Regions from separate parts of the Athene noctua genome. Here region 2 is linked to region 1. The links are chromatin contacts, called in public Hi-C maps. All regions are on one chromosome and are shown on one strand. The core of a region is the stretch at or near the end of the contact, and the rest is flanking DNA. Distances in the headings are between cores, read along the strand shown.

Region 1 (7,401 bases), core at 1,626-4,125:
TCTTGCCTGGCTTGTGTTGTGGTCACCCTCAGTTCCTGGCTTCCTTGTCCTGAGGGAGAGCAGTAAGAGCTGGGTAAGACTGGTCAGGGCCACTAAGGCCCTGTGCACTTAGGACTCTGATACTGTTTTTCTCTACAGCAAAAGTGCCACCCTCCTCCTGGACCTGTCTGCTGTCAGCACCATTTGCTTTAATCAAAAAATAAATACATTTCAGTGTGGCTCATTATGCTGAATGAAAGCAACAGGGGGCTAACGAGCACTGTGAATGAGCCATTAACATAGCAATCAGAGGTATCCTCAAGATAGCTACATCTTTTCTGCATCTTTCTTGGAACACTCAGTGTATACAGATGTGACCTCATCTATTCATGTTAATTCAAGGAATAAATAGATGTTTAATTTAAGTAGTTTCTTTTTGTAGAATTATGCATTGTGTTACACTTGCAAATAAGAAAGAAAACTGCTAGTTCAGTTTGTGCAACTGCTAAAGGGTTATTCTTAGCCTTCAGTGGACAAGACTGTGTTAACAGATTTAATGTTCAGATTTTTTCTGAAACTGTTATCCGCCCCCCTCCCACCCCCAGCTACCCAGGTTTTCATCACAAAGAGGAAATGTACCTGGAACAATAAATTTACTGTTGACTTCATCTTTGCAATTGATTTAATGTGGTTTAGAGCTAAACAGCATTTTTATTTTTCAGAAACGGCCTTCATCTCCAGCCTCACGTCCTGCCTGATTTCTTGTTCCTCGGCTCTTAGGATCACATTCCACAGGGACCTGACATGCCTTTGCTCAAGGGAGTACTTTTCCTCAGTCTTCATAAGGTAATAAGACCAGCCTGAAACAGCATCAGATTTGTGCTTAGAAAAAGGGTAATAGGAAGGAGGGAAAACCTACCTGTGTTCAATGATACTGAGAACATATCTTTCAAGAGCCCAAGGGAAGGAGGGTAGGCAAAAAACCTGTGTCTTTAAAACTTTGCTACAGTGAAGATTTTTAAGAGTCAGTTCTCTGCACATTAATATAATCACCACCACAGAAAGCTTTAGAAGACATAAATTGCTAAACACTGCATTGCAGGCAGAGAAACAGAAAAGATGAGCACCTCCCCAAGGTGCTAACATTGATCAGCAACAAAGTGAGGAAAAAAAACTTGGGGGGTACAGCTCCTAGCTTTGATTTCAACCTCACTTACAGGGTTTTCCTTGAGTTGCAGTCTCAGCTCCTGTGGCAGGTTAACCTATTTAGGCCAAATAATTTTTATGTCTGACTTTCTGGAAACAACTAAGAGCCAGCAGACAGCAGTTTCTATTTGAATTTGCAGCATTTTGGGGATTTTGGGGGGAATGGACACAGTGCACATGCATAGCCAGAATCATTCAAGTTTTCTAAACAAAATGTAGAATGCAGAGTTCAAAATATGTCTTTTTTTCCTTCTGTTTCCCACCTTCACCAATCTCTGTGGCATCACTGGAAGGATATCCACACAGCAAAACCACCCAAGCTCATCCACTGATGGTAATGTATGCAATTTTCTCCTGCCTCAGTCATTTGAAGATAGGCTTGAATCCCATGTATTTGCTCTGCAATGCTATGAGATATCCCCAGATGATGCTCTGACCAGAAGCAAAGTGTCCTTCAGTGAGGCCCAGTGCTCAAGGGGTTGTGTCAGCCTTGGACTGCCATTACAGGACTGCTTCAGGCAACACTGATTCAGGTATATGGCAGTTGTAGCTTTCCTTGCATCAGAATGTAGTTTTTGGCTTTTATTCCAAAATCTATTAATTGAAGATGGAGCATAAAATACTTTAGTCATGCAAATTGTTTTCATGCTTGATTCAGTGTATTGCCATCTAAAGTAGCCTCCGTTGTCCCTGTGTGGCACTTTGCTCAATGTACCCTAGAGGGCTCATTTCAGATAGGAAAGCCAGCTACTCTTGCTCTCTACAGTTCAGGTAGCTACATCTGGCAGGTTGCAGAACAACTTTGGGCTGAAATGCTATGGATTCTTTCAGTTGCATTTCCCATGTAACATGCTTGTCTTGTCAGAAGTTGATCTGGATAAAGGCAGTTTCCCAAACGCTATGGTGTGGCTGCTCAAAGGCCTCCTGCTTTCACAGGTACTGCTGATGTGCTCTGCAGAAACTCTGCCCTCTTGCAGGTGCTCTTTGTTAATCTTGGCACTTATTCTGTCTTCCACTTCCCTGCTGCAGTAGTATCACTCTAGATGATACATCAGTCTCTCCGCCAAAGCATGACTGACTGCTCATTTGCTACTATCCTTTTGTGGTGTTATTCCCACCGTAAATGCCGTGGGAGGCTTGGCCCAGACTGGGTAGTCCCCATGCCTAGCCCAGGTCAGCCTATCAAGAAAAGGTAGCTGCAGCCGTGCTACGGGGGGAACAGCAGGCTGTGAACACACCCGGCACCTGGCCCAGTCAGGCTGTCAGTTACTGTGATCTGAGCCCCATGTGCTAAAATAACATGTGGAAGAAAAAATCTTCTGAATCTCTTTTCCAAATTTGGGTTAGTCTGCCCGCTACGAAGGTTTGAAAAACTGAGACACTTTTGGCTACCGCGCCGAGGTGGCTGAACGCTGCCCGCGAGTGGGATCGTCAGGCAGAGCGGGCACCTTCCCTGCCGGTCCAGCACCGCGGAGGGAGCCCCGCACCCCTGCGGCGGGTCCGGCTGCCTGTGGCACCGGGAACCGCACCTGCCCGGTCCCCTCGCTCGCCTGGGCGGAAGCAGCGGGCCCAAACGGGCACGGGGGAGCCGTGCGGAGAAACGGACATGGCCCCCCGCCCGCCCGCCCGCCCGCCCGCCAACCCTCCCCCTCAGGCGGCAGCCATTTTGGGGGCGATGCGTGGCGCCCTCTGGCGGCTCCCCGCGCGCGGAGCGCTGGAGGCAGGCGGTCGCCGCCATGAAGTCCGTTTTCGTCACCGTGGGCACCACCAGCTTCGACGACCTGATCGCGACCGTCTGCTCGCCGGAGGCCCTGGAGGTGAGGCGGCGGCGAGACCAGCGCCTCAGACAGTCATCCCGGGCCTCCCCTCCCCGGCCTGCCCGCCGCGCCTCTACCGGGCGCCTGCGCGCTGGGAGCTGTCCCGCCCTTTCTCCCTTCCCCTCCGCCACGCCGTCCCGCTGGAGATGGGGGGGGGGCAGCGGGGACGGTTGTGGGGAGCCCTCTGTGGCGGGGTCGTGGTCAGCGGCGGCGGAGGGGGCCGGGCGGTTCGTGGCGCGAATCGAGGGGGGAGGTGGTGGCAGAGGCCGCCGGGCCGGGCCAGGGTAACTGGGAGCAGGGCCAGGCGCCCCGGTGTCCGACCTGGGTGGGCGCACACAGTGCACACACCCCCCCCACATCCCTCCCGCCGGCGTAGGTGCTGCGGAGCCGCGGCTACGGGAAGCTGGTGCTGCAGGTCGGGCGGGGAGCGCTGGATCCGGCGCTGAGCGGCAGCCCGGCCTTGGCGGTGGAAGCCTTCCGCTTCAAGGACTCGCTGGCCGAGGACCTGCGGAGGGCGGACCTGGTCATCAGCCACGCAGGTAGCGCCCCGTTTGTTTGCCGGTTGGCCTGGGGGCAGGATGGGAAGTCGCTTGCGTGAAGTCGGTCTCTACGGCTCGGGGTTGGGCTGGCATCGAACGATCCGCAGCTAGAGCCGAGTGGTTAATGTTCACCTTTAGGAGTCTTCCCGCGTTTCAAAAGCAAGTAAGATGATATGTGTCAGGGCAAAAACTCATGGTGTTTTCTGTTTCTCCTGTAGGTGCAGGTAGTTGTCTGGAGACTCTAGAAAAAGGAAAACCACTAATAGTTGTAACGAATGAAAAGCTGATGAACAACCATCAGCTTGAACTGGCAAAACAGCTCAACAGAGATGGGCATGTCCTCTGCTGTAATTGCAGGTATGGAGCTTCTGGGGCTGTCCTGACTGGCCAAGCAGTGTTCAGCACCAGCACTCTGTGTTACTACAGTATTGAGAATGTAACAAGGAAACATACATCCTGTAACAGCCATTTGTTTGCAAGGTAGATATTCCATAGTGGATAGATTAACATTAGGTGCTGATTTACCAAACTTAACAAACCATTTGACCATGAGTCCTGCATTATTTTTTTTTTTGAGGGCACACATATTCAGATTGAAAGAAGAGCAATTTAAACCAAATAGACGTGGTTGAATTTGAAAGAGTCAGGTAGCATCCAGGAGGCACCTAACAGCTTCTTTCTTTTTCTGCTTTTTCTCACTAGCTGTTTGATTCTTTTTTGAAGTATAGAAATAATACAACCCAGACAATTGGTTTGTAACCATGAGCCATAAGGAGTAAATTTCTCCCTTCAGACTTAGGACTCCATCATCTTGCTATTTGGATTTTCCTTGTAAAGCGCACTAAAGTTTACTGTATAAATGCATTGACATAATAAAATTGAAAGTGTCTGGAGTATTTAGAACATAAGAATGGCCTTACAGATATGGATCAGGAGTCCACATAGCTCAATATTCTATTTGCAGTGGCCGTGTCCAGATGCCCAGCCAAAAGGAGAAACAGGGCAAGAACATACGGTACTTCCTTGTATTGCTTTCCTTCCAGTGCTCTTAGGTATTTGAGTCAGGGGGATTCCTAAATCAGATGCTGTCTAGTCAGTAACATTCAATACCTCTATCTTTCAAGTACTTATTCAGGCTGCCTTTTTAACCAAACTTCCTGAATCAGCCGCATCTTCTGACAAGGAGTTGCATAGGTCTACTGCCTGTCACTTCAGGGAAAAAAGAAACACCCCCCCCCCCCCCCAAAACCCGTATCTCCTTTTGTTTGTTTGTATTTATCCTGGCTCCTGTTAGTTTCATTTGTTTTCTTGTTTTACCGATATCTTTATTTCTCTTTATTTATGATTGTTTATGATTGATTGCACTGTATAAATAAAAGATGACCTTTAAATTGAAGGCAGAGGAAATGCAACCCCCAGTATTTAGTCTGCATCTTGTTCCTTTGCCCTGCAAATAGGATTTCCTATGTTTCAGAAGAGCCTTCTGAATAGACTAGACTTGCTATTCATTTATATTGGGCAAGTTTCTTAAACTTATTATTGCAGTGCTGCTGACTGCTTCAGAGACAGGAAGAAATTTTTATTTCTCTTTGAACAGTGCCTAGCATTTGAGCCTTATTTGCAGTCTGATAATAGCAAGCTAACAGATTGATTTAGCTGTTCTTTCTGGTTGTGTGTTAAGTGGAGAACTATGCCATGTGTTCAAATAGGATGAATTTGCTGGTACAGTTTATGGTGAAGATCCTGAGATCTTGTTCAGTCTCCCAACATTGCAAGCACAGAAGACTTAAGAAGTTAGAGCTGAGGTTGTGAGTCAAAAGCTGTGGTATCAGTCGAAGTGTGTTCTCAGCAATGCTGCCTATGAGCCAGTGATGGTTGGGGCCCTCTGGTTTGTGGGGTCTCTTCTTCCTTTCAATACATGCCCTTTTTGTTTCTGTGCTAAAGAATTATGTATATATGAAAAGAAAGAAAATTTTGTGAAGAAAAAATTTCCCTTTGGGATGGATTTTTAATTCTTTTGTTTCGGTCTGTTTTTACAGCACTCTTGTGGAGACTCTGCAGTTGATGGACTTGTCAACTTTGAAACCTTTTCCTCCTGGACAGCCAGAAAAGTTTGCTTTGTTCTTGGATAAAGTTGTTGGGTTTCAATAAACAATACAGAGGAATGAAAATGTCAGAGTAAAACCTTTCTCCTTTCTGAGTGGGGCCTTCCATACTTAAGAGTTCACCAACTGGGAAAAACCCTCAAAGAAAATGACTGTTAATATTAACTGCCATTAAATGGTTTTCTATTCAGCGACAGTTTAAAGTCATCTAGCTCTATGCTTAAAAGAGCACAGTGCCAACAACGGGGATGGGGGAGGAGTGTGAACTGTCTGGTTTCTTGGACAAATACTTATATCACAAAATCTGCACTGAGTTGGTTAATTCCAGTGAGGAAGACAAGCTAAATTACTTCTTAAGGAGCATGGCTTGTTAATAGTGGTCTCTTGACTATATTTGCCTAGTACTAGTTGTCCTTCTTGATATTCCTGTGATGTTCTGCAAATGAGACAACTTCAGCTCTCATTTTGTGTGTTTACAGAAGCACTGAAAATAAAAAGTGAGAGATTTAAGCCACTTTGAAGGGGAAGGGGCACATGGTAAATCTGGGTGAGAAAAGTCAAGAACTGCAAACCTGCTGCCAAGCTGTCTGCTAACTGACACCCGGTTTTGGGTGGTTTACTCTCAGAGTAAAACGGCCTATAGGAGAGGAATGGGGGTCAGTGCAGTCAATCCATTCACGTAATGTTGTCCCATCATTACTTATTTTGGACTTCCCGTGAAGTGCAATGTTTCCTGTTTCATGCTGATTGGAGCTCCCAGTTTAAAGTATTGAAACTTTCAACTGTGTTGATGCTACCATCAGTTTGTTTAAGTAAATGTTTTGAAAAACAAAGTGTTTTTAAAAAGTGTTCATGCAGGCTATTTGGTCTGTAATGTGTCTAGAACTGTGGAACTGCACAGTTGGTGCTAATTGCCCTTCCTGCAAGTACATTATTTGTTTGGGGGTTTTTTGTTCCTGTTGCTTAAAACAGTAAAAAGAAACTCCTAATTCGGGGCATCTGAGTGCAATTTTTATTAGCAAGTTAATAATGTACATGGAAGCATTCTGATCGAATCAAGCACAAGGGCTCTACATGGAATAAATAATGCTGAACAGTTGTACAAGAGTGATTTTTATTGATCCCCAAAGTTTTCCCCAAATACTTTATTAGGAGCAGCTAAGATTTTCACTTCCTTAACGATTTTATAGAGCTGCTGTTAGTTCAAATGTACCGCTAGCAGCTTCTCTCCAGTCTGAGAGCATGCAGGAGCGTCATGGGAAATCTTGATGAACAATTTGACTGAATTTCCCACTAGTTATTTGCAGTTACAGGTACAAAAAGCGATGAAGCTGGAAGGGGTTAGCTTAGCAAGGACTCCCTTCTCCTCCCGAGGCAGGTCCGGCAGGAGATGTCTGCCGGGGCTTCACGACCCTTCGGCCTCCGCGCCGACAGCGGGGGGGGGGGGCTGGAGTAAAGCGACCCCACGGCGCTCGGACATCGCCTGGCCTGCAGCCATGAAGCGGGACAGATATTTGGGCATCTTAAAATGGCTGCGGCAGGGGGCACCTCCCGCGGGCGGGCCGGGGGGGCACCGCTGCGCCGGGCCGGGCCAGGGGCGCGCTGCGGAAGCGGCGGCAGCGTCCGGAGGGCAGGGGGATGCTGGGGGGCAGGAGGAGGCCAGAGGATGCCGGGGGCAGGGGGATGCCGGGGGGCAGGAGGATGCCGGGGGGCAGGGGGAGGCCGGGAGCAGGGGGATGGCGGGGGACAGGAGGA
Region 2 (7,401 bases), core at 1,948-4,447, 280 kb after region 1:
CACAGAAGGAACAAGATATAGGTCTCTCCAAGACCCTAAGGGACTTAGGGACTCATTTTAATGTAACTTGCAACCAACATTCCTTTGAGTTACATTTGAAAATTAAACCAGCATTCCCGGGCCAAGATTAAGCCTCATCATGAGACAGTCTGAAAGGCAATCTGGCATTTTTCAGCTTTATTTGTAGCTGCTTGTATATCACCAACTTTCAAGGAAATTACCCCACACCAAACTAACAGAGGTACAGTTTCTTTAGTGGTAAGCAAGCTGCTATAGCTCATCAGATTCAGGCATTTTCATCAACAAGATGGTCTGCACTTACTCTGAGCTAAGTTAAACATTACAATGGTGAAGTGTGAGAAGCTGTTGTAGATACACAAGCTTCAATGTGCCCTCACCAGCCTCATGATCCCTCATAAAATGTGGCTAATGTGACAGTACTGATGGTAGACAGTGTTACGGACCAATGATTTACTTACTGAGAAGGTGAACTATACAGCCAAACTCAGAAATTTCTCTGGCTAATGAGAACATTGCAATTAGGTCATCGCTAAACACTGCATAACCACAAACTGGAGCAAAAACATTCCCACAGAATAAGTAATACGTGACAACAGGTATTTGGAATGAGAACAAGGATTTCATCCACATAGCTCTACTGCTGAATTATGTAGATAAACAGCGGTCCTGAGATAGCTTCCCGTGGCGACACACAGGTGTCAGGATACACAGACCCAGTTTAGCACTAGCAATCTAGAGCCTAAACTCCCAAACATGAAAGTTTGTGTCCAACTTTGATGAAATTTGACAAGGTGTTCACAGCAAGTTTGGGGGTCAGAATTCTATTTAGGTCACGTATAAACTGGATCCAGGCCACAACCTTCTTTGTATCTTCTAGACTCCATTTTGAGCAATGTTTCTAATTTTCAGTAACTAAAAAACTAAATCAGTTCTACTCCTAACCTTGCTCCGTTCAGGCTGTACATTTTGGTAAGCCTCCAAACATGAGACCTTTATTCAAATGATGAGATAAGGGACTTTAATAGAACACTCTCCAAACTGCTTTTTGTCACTGAAACTCCTTGACCCTCTCCCTCCCTTGGGTCCTGCACAGGCACATGAAAGTACCTGCTGTTGGGGCAGACACATTAGGAGAGAGAAGATTTGTGCGTTAATGGGATACTCTCCTCATCAGGGAGATTAGGTTAGGAGGCCATTCCTTTGAAGACTGGCTTCTTCAGTATGGCAGTTTGGTTTACAACTGGGGGTTTCTTTTAATTAGATTGTACTCTTAATTATTTATGACCTATATTATCTGCAGAAGCTGCCCAAACCCCACATCTTAATAAGGCTAATTGGAATAGTCATATTTTTACCTGTTTTGTAAAGCACCTTGAGCCTTACTGATGAGAAACGCTAAGACAGGATTAGATGCTTAATGAAAAATTATCGTTAAACGGCAGAATGAAAATGAAAAGTGAACTAAAATGGAATTTGCTATTTTATATTGCATTGGGGCTGAATTAAGGATCATTATCAGAGGTGACATACTGAAAATTGAATTGGGATCTTCTTTATGCATCTCACAATGGGAGATTCCAGGCAAGGATGCCAAGGCCGAGTCTGGGCCTGACTGTTGTGAGAAGTCAGAACAGTCCCCCAGGAGCCTGCACAATGGAAGTGCTGGGGCTACCCTACTGTATGCTGGCGATTCAGCCAGTTCTTGGCTATCTACAGCTTCAAGCAAAAGCAATGGGTGTTTGAGATCACCCAAGATCCTGTATGCACCACAGCTCCCACACACAAAAGATTTGGCCTTCCAGCCCTCACCTTCCCCAAAAAGTATGCCAGAATTGAGATAGACAGGATTTGTACTTCTGCTTTGACCACGTGGTAAATGTCACATAAATGAGTATTTATGGGCCTACTTGAATCAGTCTGCTAATGAAAGGCATAATCTTTCAACCTGAGAGCAGACCATGAAGTAGTAGCAGGGACGGCTAAACCCAGAGCCTCAAGGGGCTGGTGGGATCCCCACTCTCTACCAGGCAAGGATGCAAACACAAAGCTTTTAACTCTTTAGGGATTATCACTCTTAGATTGGCATTTTGTTCCCTCAGAGATCAAAGCAGGAGGATTTGGAGTCACTTCTGCTTAACTCAGAGTTTGGGCTGATGCGGACCAGCTCAGGTGGGTGTTTGGGGCTGGCAGGGATGGGGACTCTGGAGGGAAGAGGAGGGAGGGCAGAGCAGGCACCATCTCTTGCAGCTGGGCAGGGGCAGAGGCCCTGGATCTCCTCTGCAGGACAGTAGGTAGCAAAACATCCCCTTGCCTTAACCTGGACTTGAAAACGAACCTGGGAATGGGCAGCACAGCTCTGCTCTCTCCTTCGCACCGACTCCTCTGTCCCACTACGACACACATCAAACAGTTCCCATTGCAAGCCCTCACAGCCTTCTCCTCGCCTCGCCACTTGCCAATGACAAGACTTTCCCGAGACCACCGGGGGTGCCTGCGGCGACCCCCAAACACTGGACGCGATCCCGGGGGCTGCGGGCTGAGCCACGGAACTGCCCCACACCCGCGCACCTTGCCCGGGGAAGGAGATGGCTTCCCCGAGAGCAGGGAAGAGAGACACGGGAGCCCCTTTCCCGGGCTCTAGGGGGGGACCCCCCCCTCGGGGGAGCCGCGGGGCCGTGCAGCCTCGCCCCGGGAGGTGCGAGGAGGGGGCAGCGCGGGGCCGGGCCGGCATTTAGCTCAGGCTGGAGGCGGGGGGCGCGGGCAGGAGCGGGGCGCCGAGGGCAGGGCCGGGGCTATCGCGGCCGTTAGGAGGGAGCCGGCGCTGCGCGCCCCCGCCTCAGCAGCCCCGCCGCGGGGGGAACCCCAGCGCCGCTCGCCGCTGCACCTGCCCCCACGCCCGGCATCCCGCCAGGGCAGGGCAGCCGCGGCCCCCCCTCCTCGCCGCGGGGGCCCGGCGGGGCAGCCGCCAGCCGCCCTCCCCTCTCGCAGCCGGCCTCGCAGCGGCGGCCCGAGCCCCCCTTCCCCCCCCTCCACACCCGCTCCTTACCCCGCGGGCGCCTGCCCCAGCGGCCGCCCGCTCATCCATCTTGCTCCTCTTTCCTCCGAGGTGACAAAGCCGGCATGGCAATGAGAGGCACCGAGGAGCTCTGGGAAGTGCCTACCCCAGATTCAGTTATTAACTTTCACCAGGAGGCTGCAACTACGGCACCCGGCATCCCCCGCTGGGCCAGCGCCTGCAAAGGCGGCCGGGAAGTGTAGTCCTCCCGCCCCGCCACGGCCTCACCGCCCGCCCGCCGGCGGGACCGGCCGCGCCGTCTCGCCTGGCCTCACCGCCCGAGGGTGAGCGGGAACACCAGCCTGGCAGCGCAGCCCGGGGTCGGAAGGGAGCTGCACTGGGGGCTCCTTCAGGTTTCCCCGTCATGGCCGGCGGAGGGAGAGGCGGCCCAGGCGGGTGCCCGATGGAGGCAGCTCCTCTCTGGCAGGCCTGGGACACACAGGCACCTGGGGCTGAAAGCACTGAAGTCCTCTGTGAAACACCGGCTGGGCTGTGAGGCACACCAAGGCGGCAGGCCTCCAGGGGAACACACTGAAAAAGAGAGGACAAAGATATCCATCCTTCCCTCCAAGGGAGAGGGATGCTTTCCCCACCATCATGATGTCACTCACAAAATGGCCGCTGCCTGCAGGAGGCCCTGTTCCATGGACAGGCAGAGCTGTAGCAAAGTTTTGATGCTTTAGCAGTTACAAAGGTACGTTTGCCACAGCTGGCCTCCTGGTCAGCCAGATCTACAACTACTAAGGATGTCCTGGGCCCTCTCTGCCACATCAGGGCTGATGTCCTCTCACATGGCTGCAAAGTTACTGGTCTTAACAGGGTGACTGCCATTTTCACAACTTTTTCAAGTACCATTGGTTGCACATTTTACAACACAGAAACTCTATCTCTACCACCTGCAGTTAACAGTAGATTGTAAATTATGCAGGGAGACACCAGTATGAGAGCTCACATATTTCAGCCTAAGAGGACCTTACTTTGTTGACAACAAATTTAAAGTCTTCCATGTTGAAATGTTTTACAATCTCAGCCATAACAATTTAAGCTTTTCACTTTTTATTTCACCTGGCTTCTATTACTGGCCCACTTATGTGCTAAATCTATTACCTTCATCACAGCTTGAGCATTCTGTGATAGCTTTGTCTTCTAACGTAACGTCTTTTCCACAATGTTTCTAACTAGCAACATTCCTTGCCCCAGAAACACTCCCAACGAAAACAATAAAAATGTAAAAGCAAGACTGTCAAAGATTCATCTCTAGAAAAGTTGTCAGAACACATGCCAAAATAATGTAGGAATACCGGTGTGACTCCAGAGGATGTAAAATTTAGTGAGAGAAGGAACCTCTAATGACTTAAGAATGTTTTATCACCGCAGTAGCCAGGTGCTAAAAAGTATTAATAGGCAAAGCTTAAAAAAAAAAAATATCTGGGAACTGTCACTCAAGTAATCAGCTGCTGGTCCTCAAGTATACAGCTCCTGTGGTCTCATGTTAAGATGTTTCATTTATTTTTCTTTACAAGCCATAAAGCTGCATATCTCTCTGGCCTCGTTGTACAATGTTTGCTATGTCACGCACACAGACCTGAACATTGCATTAGTTAAAACAAGCCATGTAGAAACCAAAGAACATTTTAGAGATGTGAGTAGCAAGCAAAGTCAGGTGGAAAAATGCTTTCAAGCACAGACATCTGTGTTCATGCAGCATTACTACTCCTTGCCATATTTGATTACAGATAGCTTTGTTTTGTTGCTTTTGATGAAGAGGGGAAAAAAAACAGCAGAGGTAGTAGTGACACACCAACCTCTCAATGTAAATACCAAGAAAGAAGCTATGGAGGGAAAATCTGTTATTGCTCCACGGGAATCCAGCAACACAGGGGTATAAGAGTGACACTAAAATGGGCTGTGCTGTCACGAGGCCTGGTTTGACAGAGCCAGACAAGAATGATCTGTTATAAAACATGGTGGAATATTTGTTTTTGTAGTACTGGATCTCCAAAATCCATAGTCTTTTTGTGGTTGACAAGCTCACTCCTTTCTTTGCCTTGCTACTGCAGCTGTCGGAGGTCTGCACCCCTGCCTGGAAAACATGACCAACAGCGAGAAAGCAATCCTAGCAAAAATCTGCATCATTCATGCGTAATAAGACAATGCTTGGGAGATTTACAAAGGAGGGGAGGAGGAGAAAACCACAGCACTGCAGTCATTTGCATTATTTCTAGCTTTTTTTCTTTGCAATAGTCACTTTTAGCCTTAAAATGTAATGAGTATGTATTTCATACACAGCTTTATGCACACTTCAGCATTATTGGGTTTTAATTTGCATCCCACCATGACTGAATAAAATTTGGCAAATAGGCTGTGTCTGTTTATAACATATGCTTCCATTTTGTTTTGGTAATGTTATATACATACAAATTAATTTAAAAGCACACTCTGTCTTGTGGCTTACTACTTGTCTCAGAGGTTCTCTCCATGGCTCGTCCTGGCTGTTTTATACTATTTGGGCCATGCAAAACGGCTGGGAAGCACCCTAACAATGCTGCTGGGACTTCACTAGAATAAAAACCAGGCAATTGCTGCTTTACATCACTCTTCTCTGTCAAGCAGGAAGATACACAAACAGCTCAGCTGGATCACTGCATATTCTTACAGTTCTTATGAGCACAGCTGTGGTTGCTAACATAATCTAAAACATACTTTTGGATGCTCAGAAGGCAATCTGAATTTGGAATAGCCCTGGGTTTGGTTTAGAGCCACCCTGTGCTCACATCTGGGTCCTGCAGTGAGCAGAGGAGCCAATGCACGACAGACAAAATGGAAATCCCATCTTCATACATTTGCACTGTGTTGGTGGTCCTCCACTGACAGGACCTGCAGTTCTGCAACGTGCTTTAGCCACACATGCAAACCTAACTGTCCAACTGTGTGGTTTTACTATGCTAGGACCTCAAACTTGAGCGAAGTCACAATGCAGTTCCATTTGCCTGTGACTGTTTTTACCTGCCTGTTTTCAAAGTTGCCCCTATACTCAAATTAGATACATTAGTTGCCTACTATAAAGCAAGTTCTCTAGATAAAAGTGAAAATTTAAGTGTTTATTAGATTGTCACATTCAAAATTTCACTTTAATTACCTGACAGAAAGGAAGTTTTAACATATCAGCAGATCTGTTACAATTTACTTCCTTACCAGAGTTCACTTGGATGATGACTGGGTGCTTATAGATCCACTGGACAAAAATAAAAGGGTATTTACAAATATTATAATTAGTGCAAAAAGGAAAAATATCACTGACTTGTGATGCTAGGAAGAAGATATTTTAATGCAGACCATTGTAAAAATCTCAAAGAAGGACCATATACAAACTGGGAGCACTTTAAATATGTTTATTCAGCAGCTATTACAATCAGCCTCCAAAAAACTGGAGTCCCCTCTTGTTTCTGAACCGTATCAAGTGATGAAAATGCCTAAGAACATTGAAGCTGAACAGTGCACTCCTTTCTGAGAAACAGACATGTCTAACAGGGATTAATCTCTTTGTAAAGGAAAAATATAAATATATACACTCTAAATTCACAACAACAGTTTAAATTCACTACGTTAATTCAAGTGGGATAACAGTGGACAAATCCACATCATGTAAACTGCAGTCGTAAAATATCTCTGCTGTCATCCTCAAACCCTGTCCAGTTTCGGTTTACATTCTGTGATCTGCCTATCGCAGAGCTGAAATACAGAAGCGCTGAAGTGTTGAATCTCAGGGGCTGTGCACAGGACCAGGAAGTGGGGCGATACTCTGTTCTCTACACGTTGCTCAAGGCATCCACACCAGGAAGAACCTTACCTGTTAGTTAAAAAATACCAGTAAAGTTAAGGATCCCTCTCTGCCCTTAAACTAAGCTTTACACTTGCAAGTGCAACATTTAAACATAAAAAAAACCCCAAAACAACCCACCAAAACACATTAGAAATTGTAGGTTAAAAATGGAAGAGCTTGGCTCTACATACACTTCTGTTGACAACTGTGGCTCTCAAGGCATATGGTTACATTTAAACTTCCACACAGTAAATACCTTTTAGGGCTGTAGTGAATATCTAGAGCACAGCTGCACTCCTGTGTCAGCAGACAGATTCTTAACATACCAGTCTCATCAATTCTCAATTAACAATAATGGTAAATTTCTATCCAAGTCTCTGCTAGGGTCAGATCCAAACACCTAAGATCTTTTTCCATTAAGTTAGATAGCAAACAGATTTCTGATTGGATCTAGGGAGTTGCTGCACACTTTCTTCAATCCCTAGTGGCATGTAAATAGAAT

Evidence for each region. A called contact is a pair of places that touch in the nucleus more often than the background predicts.
Region 2: a Hi-C map of heart shows a contact between it and region 1, with 3 times the contacts expected there. The contact joins the promoter of AMOT here to the promoter of LOC141964479 in region 1. A contact is called at or near these places in 2 of 2 Hi-C or Micro-C datasets (heart and liver).

The regions. Positions count from the first base shown.
Region 1 is chr11:10,599,945-10,607,345 of bAthNoc1.hap1.1, forward strand. It overlaps LOC141964479 (UDP-N-acetylglucosamine transferase subunit ALG13-like), which reads left to right and starts at 2,876. Exons shown (of 4, transcript XM_074914929.1): 1 at 2,876-3,002; 2 at 3,379-3,545; 3 at 3,758-3,898; 4 at 5,581-6,642. The coding sequence starts at 2,922. The coding sequence ends at 5,692.
Region 2 is chr11:10,880,223-10,887,623 of bAthNoc1.hap1.1, forward strand. AMOT (angiomotin) reads right to left here and starts at 3,198. Exons shown (of 13, transcript XM_074914990.1): 1 at 3,068-3,198. It overlaps PGK1 (phosphoglycerate kinase 1), which reads right to left. Exons shown (of 11, transcript XM_074915173.1): 11 at 6,454-6,926. The coding sequence ends at 6,886.